Regions from separate parts of the Mus musculus genome. Here all the other regions are linked to region 1. Evidence: chromatin contacts called from public ChIA-PET and HiChIP or PLAC-seq data. All regions are on one chromosome and are shown on one strand. Each heading gives the region's core, a stretch centred on a gene start, on an enhancer-like site or on the middle of the called end of the contact. The rest is flanking DNA. Distances are from core to core; before and after follow the strand shown.

Evidence for each region. ChIA-PET counts read pairs in DNA pulled down with a chosen protein or histone mark. HiChIP or PLAC-seq counts read pairs in DNA pulled down with a chosen protein or histone mark.
Region 2: a contact with region 1 is called in an H3K4me3 HiChIP or PLAC-seq map of the SCID.adh cell line, with 14 read pairs. The contact joins the promoter of Ddx10 here to the enhancer-like site in region 1. A contact is called at or near these places in 7 of 39 promoter capture datasets (the C10 cell line, the HPC-7 cell line, the SN4741 cell line and 4 more), 1 of 15 datasets of contacts at CTCF or cohesin (embryonic stem cells), 6 of 484 Hi-C or Micro-C datasets (CD4 T cells, bone marrow-derived macrophages, cortical neurons and 2 more), 18 of 115 datasets of contacts at active chromatin or transcription factors (CD8 T cells, DN3 thymocytes, the SCID.adh cell line and 8 more) and 4 of 9 other capture datasets (adipose tissue, embryonic stem cells, liver and 1 more).
Region 3: an RNA polymerase II ChIA-PET map of memory CD8 T cells shows a contact between it and region 1, with 57 read pairs. The contact joins the promoter of Acat1 here to the enhancer-like site in region 1. A contact is called at or near these places in 2 of 484 Hi-C or Micro-C datasets (B cells and granulocyte-monocyte progenitors), 1 of 115 datasets of contacts at active chromatin or transcription factors (memory CD8 T cells) and 4 of 9 other capture datasets (adipose tissue, embryonic stem cells, liver and 1 more).

The regions. Positions count from the first base shown.
Region 1 is chr9:53,434,440-53,437,458 of GRCm38.p6, reverse strand. It overlaps Atm (ataxia telangiectasia mutated), which reads left to right. Exons shown (of 63, transcript NM_007499.3): 63 at 1-337. Among named protein-coding and RNA genes, the nearest start is that of 4930550C14Rik, 31 kb to the right of the region's middle. Within about 2 kb of position 1,423, at least 25 of the 459 cell types and tissues checked have an H3K27ac peak or open chromatin away from gene starts, as enhancers often do. A contact at or near this core is called in B cells, CD8 T cells, the SCID.adh cell line and 2 more, where this site is marked.
Region 2 is chr9:53,246,537-53,249,555 of GRCm38.p6, reverse strand. Ddx10 (DEAD box helicase 10) reads left to right here and starts at 1,444. Exons shown (of 18, transcript NM_029936.2): 1 at 1,444-1,738. The coding sequence starts at 1,553.
Region 3 is chr9:53,608,857-53,611,875 of GRCm38.p6, reverse strand. It overlaps Acat1 (acetyl-Coenzyme A acetyltransferase 1), which reads left to right and starts at 1,526. Exons shown (of 12, transcript NM_144784.3): 1 at 1,526-1,663. The coding sequence starts at 1,601.

The DNA of each region.
Region 1 (3,019 bases), core at 174-2,673:
AGTCAGGTCCTAAGGCTAAGGTCATCATAGCGTTCAATTAAAACAGGGAAAAAAGGGTGTGTCCCTAGAAATCCATCTCAACTTTAGATGTGATAAAAGGAATAAACGCAAAAAGGAACTTAGAGCACCTTAAGGTTTATAATAACTGTCTTTCTTTTTAAGTAGAAGGTCAGTATGAAATAGAAAATGTGCCATATCAAATGTTTTAGTTGCACCTTAGTAAAATTATGTATGTTATGTAGATTTGTTTAGTGCTAGTAAATGTTTTTCAGTTATGCTGTTTCCTGAATTATCAGTTTGTTTTAAATAAAGAACTGTGGAAGTATATGCTGACTATACAACCGTATGTCCATTTTATGAAATACTTGAGTATTGTGTGTGCCAGGCATGGGGCTAGTTCCTAGGGAGACAACAGTGAGCTCAGAGTCCAGGAAAGAGGCGGGTGGCTGCTGCAGTGGAATCAGTAGGCAGTCCAGGACATTACATTCCAGGCTGTGAGTCTGACAATTTTCTTAATTACCTTGTAACAGGAAGGCAAATGAACACTGTTCTTTCACTTATAATCTAGTTGACTTTTCTCAAATCTAAAAAACTAAAGATCCTAATATCCTAAATGTGGTATTTTATTTTTATCATGTTTTAAAATAAATTCCTTCCTTTTGAGGGTTTCATGTTCCTCTGTGCAGCTTCTAAGCAAAATGAATTTTGTATACACTGTAGTCAACATTTCCAGAAAGGTTGGGTTCAGAATTGGTAAAGATCTCATATAATGAAAATTATTCCTTGGAGTAAAACCCCAACTTTGCTCTAACAGGATGGGTGGTTTTATGTATAGTGGGAGTAAGAGTGTGTAGTTAGTAGTGTATTGTTCAAAAGCAGAAGTTCTAAACCAGGTGATTTTTGCCTTGTATATATTTTTAAACTAAAAAAAAAAAAAATCTTTTATTGTTAGGTACAAAACGGCTGTAACAACTAGGGACGCAACACGTTTCTTTACATGTTTTTTGGTTTGGTTTGGTTTTTGGTGTGGTTTCCTTCTCTTGAGTAGTCACGACGACGGCTGAGTGTTTCACAGTGTTTCTCTTCCTCTCCTGGCTACATGCTATTATTGCTAATCTGCTCTGTCACCAGTCACTTTTTGTCATCACTGTTCCACTGATGGTTAGAGCTCCTCTGAGGACTTCCCTTCATTCCTAGACCTTCCGAAATGTTCCATTCTTACAGTTCTTACCGAGGGGGTCATGCATACTTACATTACATTTCTCCCTAGGTACCGTCATAGTTTTGATAAGCTCTCTCTTCAGACTTTTCTTAGTATTTGAAATGTGTTACTCACCACTGACGTTTCATCCAGTAGACAGAGATAAAGTCTTATTCTTTCTAGAAACGTGCATGGGTTCTTTGGGAGCAGTGGTTCTCAGTTCCTCATGTGGTGGTGAACCCCAACCATAACATTACTTTTGTTCCTGCTTCAGAACTGTGATCTTGCTACTGTTAGGAGTCACCATGTAAATTACCTGTGGTTTGCAGTGGTCTCAGGCGACCTGTGAAAGGGCTGCGACTCACAGGTTGAGAACCACTGTTTTAGGCGATCCTATATGCTGTAAACATTTTTCCTCCCAGATGTTATGCTACTTTTGTTCCTTTGTCCTCCTTTACTCTCGTGGCCGCATCCTCAGCTTGGTGCAGTACAGAGCAGTCATGTTTGAAAGTCCTGTGGCTGATGGCTAGGGCTCAGGCGCCAGTGTGTTCCCTTTTCCTGCAGGGGTTTTGTGAAGCATCTGTGTCACTTTTTTTTTGTTAAAGAAATTCCTTCTCATACCTGGAATACTGTGAAGTTCTGTGGTGAGTGAGCCATTGCTGTACTTACTGAAGATGACCGTTTTTCTGAGTGTGTTACTATCCTGCTCACACTGTTAGGTTTTCTAAGATTAAGTCATCCATACACTTCCAACATCTTTAGGAGGTGGGCCAGTGCAGGGGGGGGGTAGGGGAGGGCATGGATTATGCTCTTTGAATTCATAAAATGGAACCCCGGTGCCGCTTTATGTCCGTGGCATGATACCGTCTCACCATAGAACCCAATGGAGTCCTACGACTTATTTACCTCATATAATGTCCCAGCGATAGTGTGCCATCTTAATACACACGGGGATATAGGCATCTCTTTAAACTCTGTCCCTAGTACTTTTAAGTATAAAACCAGAATGGAGTGGTTGGTCCTTTTGGTTTTGTTGTTGTTAACCTTTTATTTCCCACAATGTATAATTTCTTGAGATTGACAGTATATACCATCAATCCCAGTAATTCAAGAAAAGAGATGATTCGACTTTCTTCCTAATAAGCATATGAAATGAGATATTGTATGCTTTGTGAGAGTTTTTTTCTTTTTCTTTTTAATGCTTTAAAAGCCTAAAAATGTACTCATATTAATGGAATACATTGAAGTGTGTAAGTTGTGTAATGTTCCAATCAGGGCATTTCTCCTCAAGGGTTTTCTGAGGTTGTGTTTGATGTGTATGTGTGTCTTGCCTGCATTTATGTCTGTGTACCACTTGCATGCCAGAAGGTGGGATTAGATTCCCTAGAAATGGAGTTAGATAGTAGTGAGCCATCATGTCAGTGCTGGGAATCGAACCTTGGTCTTCTGGAAGAGCAGTCAGCACTTTTAACCACTATGCCGTTTCTCCAGCCCCAAGTGTATATAGTTTGTTTATGGTAAGACTCTCCACAGCCCTTTTTATCGGGCTTTTGGAAATATACAGAATGTTGTTTTCTATAGCTAACCCAATGCAATATCACTCAGAGCTTAATTTTCTTTTTATTCTAATTATTAAGGCATATTGATATATGTAATATATTGATATATATTAAGGCATGTGCATATATGTAAACTTACTGATCATGTCTGCCCTCTGTTCCCCTGCGGGAGGTGTCCTCCCTGCAACCTCATGCCTTCTTTCATAACTGACAGTAGCTTTTGTACTCTCAGGTCTTTTGCTTCCATGTGACAGACAGC
Region 2 (3,019 bases), core at 195-2,694, 190 kb after region 1:
GATAGCAGGGTTTGGTGGCACACACCTTTAATCCCAGCACTTGGGAGGCACTTGGGAGGCAGAGGGATTTCTTAGTTCGAGGCCAGCCTGGTCTACAAAGTGAGTTCCAGGACAGCTATACAGAGAAACCCTGTCTCGAAAAACAAAACAAAACAAAACAAAAAAAGTGTAGTGATGGAAAATATGAAAAAAAATCTTGGTTTAACTTATAGCTATAGTCATAGTCGTGGAAATAAACATTTACTTAACTTAAAAATCATTATAGCTGGGCAGTGGTGGCACACGCCTTTAATCCCAGCACTTGGGAGGCAGAGGTAGGTGGATTTCTGAGTTCGAGGCCAGCCTGGTCTACAGAGTGAGTTCCAGAACAGCCAGTGCTACACAGAGAAACCCTGTCTTGAAAAAAAAAATCACTATAAAATATACAATGTGAATATTCAGTTAAGGCCACCCAGTTGTTAAAACTGAGAGTAAATGTGATGGTTTGAATAAGAATGATTTCCATAGGCTCATATATTTGGAGTCACAGTTTCAAAACTTTGGAGTTTCAAAAGTCCATGCCAGGCACAGTGTCGCTGTTCATGCGTGCGTACGTGCGTGTGCGTGCGCACGCAGGTGTGTGTGTGTGTGTCTGTGTGTCTGTGTCCTGCCTATGGATCAGGATGCAGCTCTTAGGTACTGCTCCAGTGCCCACCTGGATGCTGGCATGCCTTCCCTGTCATGATGATAATGGACTAAACCTGTGAAACTGTAAGCCAGCCCAGTTAAATGATGCTTCTTTCTATAAAAGTTGCCTTGGTCATGGTGTCTCTTCACAGTAATAGTTCAGTGACTAACACAGTAATCATCTCAGGGTTTGGTTTTTGTTTTGTTTTGTTTTGTTTGTTTTTGACACTTTGTAAGATAAATGGTGATTGATGTTTAGGATGCTCTCCAGAGGCATCTTTACGATGTCTATGTGTAAGTGTATTTTTCTGTATTATGTAACTTTTTGTTAATTGAAAAGTTTGCTTTAAAGCATTTTGAGTCAACACGGTGGCATTTAACTGAAATTAGAGTATTCAGGAGGCAGGTGAATTCTTATAAATTTGAGGCCAGTCTGATCTACAAAGTAACTACGACCTACATACTCTATAACGTATAGCAGTGTACTCGCGAATGTTGGGCACACTTGAATCCAGAGTAAATGAAAAGCAGTACTTTACGCTGAGTATGACTTCACCATACTAGCAATAAGCAGTGTACTTGCGCTGTTTCCGGAAGCCCCAAGCACTCTCGGAAGCAGTGGAGCACGCCCAGTTCCTCCGTGCACGCTTTCCCCTGGCGTCTTAAGATCGCCCCGCCCAGCGGAAGCCAAATCACCAATCATCGTCCGCGCATTGCCTGTCGTCATTAATGTGTGCCCACTCTCCCCAGCTTGGGGGCGGGTTCCCGGACTTGCGCGTGCGCCCCTGCGCCTTCTCCACACGCTGGTTTCGCGTCTTCCGTGCTGTGCCTTGAGGAGCGAGGAGGCTCCCGTGTAGCGGCGTCGTGGGTCCTGGCAGCCCCCGCCATGGGCAAAACGGTTGCTTCTCTGGGTCAGGGAACCCGACCCGACCCGGTGCGGAGCTTTAATCGCTGGAAGAAAAAACACAGCCACAGGCAGCACCAAAAGAAGGAGCGGAGGAAGCAGCTAAAGAAGCCGGAATGGCAGGTCGAGCGCGAGGGGATCAGCCGCCTCATGCAAAACTACGAGAAGGTGAGGTGGGCTCGGGGCACGTTCGGCGGGGCTCTGGGGAGCGAGGGTGGGTGCAGCCCGGAGGTGTTGCCGCTGTGGTGGACTTAGGGTCAGGGTGGTGTGGGAAAGGGGCGGACCCGGCCAACGGGGCCTCACTAGTGGTCTGTTGGGTGTCGCTACCCAGGTCTGACTCTTCTACTTTCCGCAGTGCTGGGAAAAGTGATAGAAATGCGGTGACACTCCGGGTAGGGACATGTGGTGCAGCAGTGGTGACAGAACAGAGAGGCAATAGTGACCGCTGTGGAAAGAACCTAGCGGATGGAGTGAGAGCCTTCAGTAGAGTGCTAGCCCAACACGCAGGAAGTCCTGGGTTCAATCCCCAGCTCCACATAAACCGGGCACATATTGAGCACTAAGGAGGTGGAGGCAGGGGGATCAGAGGTGCAAAGTCATCCAAGGCTTTATAGCAAGTTCGAGGTCAGTCAGTGATACGTGAAACTTGGTCTCAAAAATGAAATAAATAAGCTAAAATCTGGAGTGATGTAAGAAAACGCTGTTGTTCGTGGGAAATGTTTAAAATAATAGAAATATCTTTAAGTACTCTCCATGTTTTATATTCTTTGCCCCTATCTTGAGGTGTGGATGGATCCTAGTAGTCCATTTAACGGATAAGAACTGTAGAGTTTGGAGAGGATAAGAAACTGGCCCTAATTTCCCACATCTAGTAGTGTGGAATTGGAACCTAGACCTGTGTCTGTTTCCACAGCTCTCGATCTTTAAGTTGGGAATTGGCTCTGTCCCTTAGCATCATCTTTTGTTCTTTGTCTCATTGTCTTCATGGTTTTCACCAAGAATCAGTGGAAAGACAATGGAATGTGTTTGCCTCTTCCTGACATCAGCATCTTGTAGCCAGTGTTCCTAGATGAGTAGTCTCATAGTTAACACTTAGACAAGCTGGCGTGTTTTCCTGCCCTAGGTGTCTGCCCCTTAGGAATGTTACTTCTATCCATCCTCTTAAAACCCATATTTTCCAGCATTCATCTACCTTTCTCACCTTTCCAGTGAATGCCACCTTTCTAGTTTGGGATTTAATAGGTAGAATCATCCTGGAATTAAAAGTCATTACTTGCTATCTTGTAGCTTAAACAGCAACAGCAACAGCGACAACTAGATAAACTGTTCAGAGTTGGCAACATTTAAGAATTAGTTGGGGTTTTGACTTCAGATAATTTGATTCGGATTTGGCTCACCAGCTATATGACTTTGGTTACTTTTCTTACACTATTCACACCCTCCCCCCTT
Region 3 (3,019 bases), core at 277-2,776, 170 kb before region 1:
CTTATGGTTCAGCAGTTAAAAATACTATCAGCTCTTAGAAAGGACCTGGGTTCAGCTCTCAGAACACAACAGACAGTTCCCAACTACCTACAACTTCAGTTTTAGGAGTTTTGACGCCCTCTACTGTCCTCTTCAGGCGCCTGTATGCACTTGGTGCAGATACACAAAGGTGCATATACACATACACACACTTTACCCCAAAAGGGTCTGGGAAGATGATTCAGTGTGCAAAGTGTTTGCATCACAAGAAAGCGTTTAGAGCATCATCCATGTAAAGAGCTAGGCGTGGTGGCCCTTGATTGTAGCCCCAGTTCCATGGATGGGTGGATAGGGTTGAAGGAGTAGAGATGGTGGCTTATTAGCCAGCCATTCTAGTGCAAGGAGAGATAGACCCTGTCTCACAAAACAAACAAAAACAAAACAAAACAAAAAACACCAAACAAAAAGCAGCAGAGAGTCTCAGAGGGAGTTATCTGAGGTTTACCCTTGGCCTACACAGGAGTGCACACAATTACATGAAACAAGTCGACTTGAAGTAAATTGTTCAATTTGTATGTTGTGCCTTTTGTTTTACATCAAGGAAAATTAATGTCACAAGCAGAAAGATCTGCTATCCCCAACTGAAGATTCAAAGTCAGCAAATGGCCTGGCATAGTGCTTTTAATACCAGCACTAGGGAGGCAAAGACAGAAAGATCTCTGTGAGCTCAAGACCATCCTGGTCTACATAGTGAATTCCAGGATAGCCAGAGCTACACCGTGGGACCCTATCTAAAAACTAACCAAACAAAACCTAAGCAAAACAATCCTCCAACTAGCCTTAGCAATGGGTTACACAAATGTGAGAATTATCATGTAATATCAGTTAATGCACTGTTTCTGTTTTGTTTTAATTATTTGGAGACAGGGTCTCCGTCTGTAGTTTTAGTTGTTCAGGGACTCGCTATGTGGACCAGGCTGGCGTCGAACTCATAGAGATCCACCTGCCTCTTTCCTGAGTGTGTCCCATCACACCCAGCCTGCGGGGAGTTTCTTTGAAAGTTGATGTAATCTTATTATTACTCAGTGAAGTTTAGATAGTAATATGTATTTTACTTAGCATCCTACAGAAAAACAACTTCAACATTCTTTTAACGTAAGAAATTGGTTTATTTGTATTATAAATGAATATAATGGGAATTGCTGGAAACATTTACCAACATCCTTTGTCTGGGTAATACAGTCACCTGATCAGGCACGGCAAAGTGAATGGAAAGTCTCGGACTGCACGAAAACTACAGGCATCTGGAGGCAGAAACAACTGGCATCAACAATCAACAGTTTAGCGTGCACCACCTAGGTGTCAAGCCACGTGGTCATTAGTCCTTTTTTTTTTTTTTTTTTTTTTTTTTTTTTGGTCCAGGAGAGCCTCAGCTCAGTCCTCGGGCCAAGCGCCAGGCCCCGCCCTCTGGCTACGGGCCAATCGCCGCCAAGCGCAGCGATCTTGGACTGCTATTGGAGGAGAGGGTCGGGGCGGTGCCCGCCACGACGTCGCAAGCTCTGCGGTGGGGAAGTGGAGGCCGCGGCGCGTCTCTCTGCCCTTGACAGCCTTTCGCGTCTCCATGGCTGCCCTGGTGGCTCTGCACGGCGTCGTCCGCAGGCCTCTGCTTCGCGGGCTGCTGCAGGTGAGCAGGGTCGATTCCGGGGGTGGGCCGGGATCGGGGAGCCCACCAGCCGCCCGCGAGGTCCGTCCTCGTGGGCCACAGCGCTCAGCACCAGCGCCTTGGGGATCGAGTGCCTGCGCCGTCGTGTGTCAGTCCACCTGTCAGTCTGTGCTACTGTCACGCTCCGCATCAGCTGTGCAGCAAAGCTTGGGCCTGACCAGGCGCGATCCCAGACTGCAGAGAGCTGAGTCTCTCTGTAGGCCCAGGAGTTTCTAAGACGTTTTTGTGACCTTGTGATTTCCTTTTCCTTGTTTTTTTGTTTGATTGGTTTGAGTTTTGGGGTTTGGTTTGTATTTTGTTCCACTGGTTTTTCTGTGGAACCCTTGCTGCCCTGGAACGCTCTCTCTCTCTCTCTCTCTCTCTCTCTCTCTCTCTCTCTCTCTCAAGATCAGGCTGGCTTCGAGCTCATTGGTCTTCCTCCACCTGCAGAGTGCTGGGATTAAAGGCATGAACCACCACCTGGCTAATCATTGGTTTAATTAATTGTCTTAATCAGAGCTCAGGCACTATATGGCAATCAGAAGATTGTCTTAAAACTAACAAGATGGCTACTGAGACAGTACAAGAAATAATTTTTATTTGAAGTGAGTGCCTCGCTTCTGATGGTTGTGTTCGGCGAACACTTTGTACTTTCCAAAGGTGACATTCTAGACTTTGTCGGTCAGTCTTTAAGAGTCTGGAGTTAGGTTTGCGTGGTTTTGTTTCTGAGAAAATCAGGGTTCGCCGAAACGGGTAGTTCTGGCAATAGGAGCTGAAAGAGAGCATTGCTCTGCAAGAGATTGTGAAAGAATAATTGAGGGCCCGAGGCTTGGAGCTGGAAGCTGAGGGCAAACAAACTATAAAATGAATCTTACTTGAGTTGCTGCTCGGGCAAGAGGAGCTTGAGATCAAGGATTTCAACCCACGTGGGCAATTTGGAGATACCCAGTCTCCGAAAGATAAAAAAACAATAAGTACTGGGTGACTGCAGTAATAGGAAAGCCAGAGGGATAGTCTATTTTCTCATCTGGAGATGGGCAGAACCTCACTCGTAAAATAAGTGTTCCCGGGGCTGGAGAGATGGCTCTGTGGTTAAGAGCACTGACTGTTCTTCCAAAGGTCCTGAGTTCAATTCCCAGCAACCACATGGTGCCTCACAACCATCTGTAAAAAAAGGAATCTGATGCCTTCTTCTGGTGTGTCTGAAGACAGCTACAGTGTACTCATATGCATAAAAAAAAAAAAGTGTTCCCAAGAAAGACTCGTGTGCCTTTTTCCTTCTGACCCTTCCTTCTCCTCCCCTCCCTTTTCTTGCCTCTCTCCCCGCCCCAGCCCCAC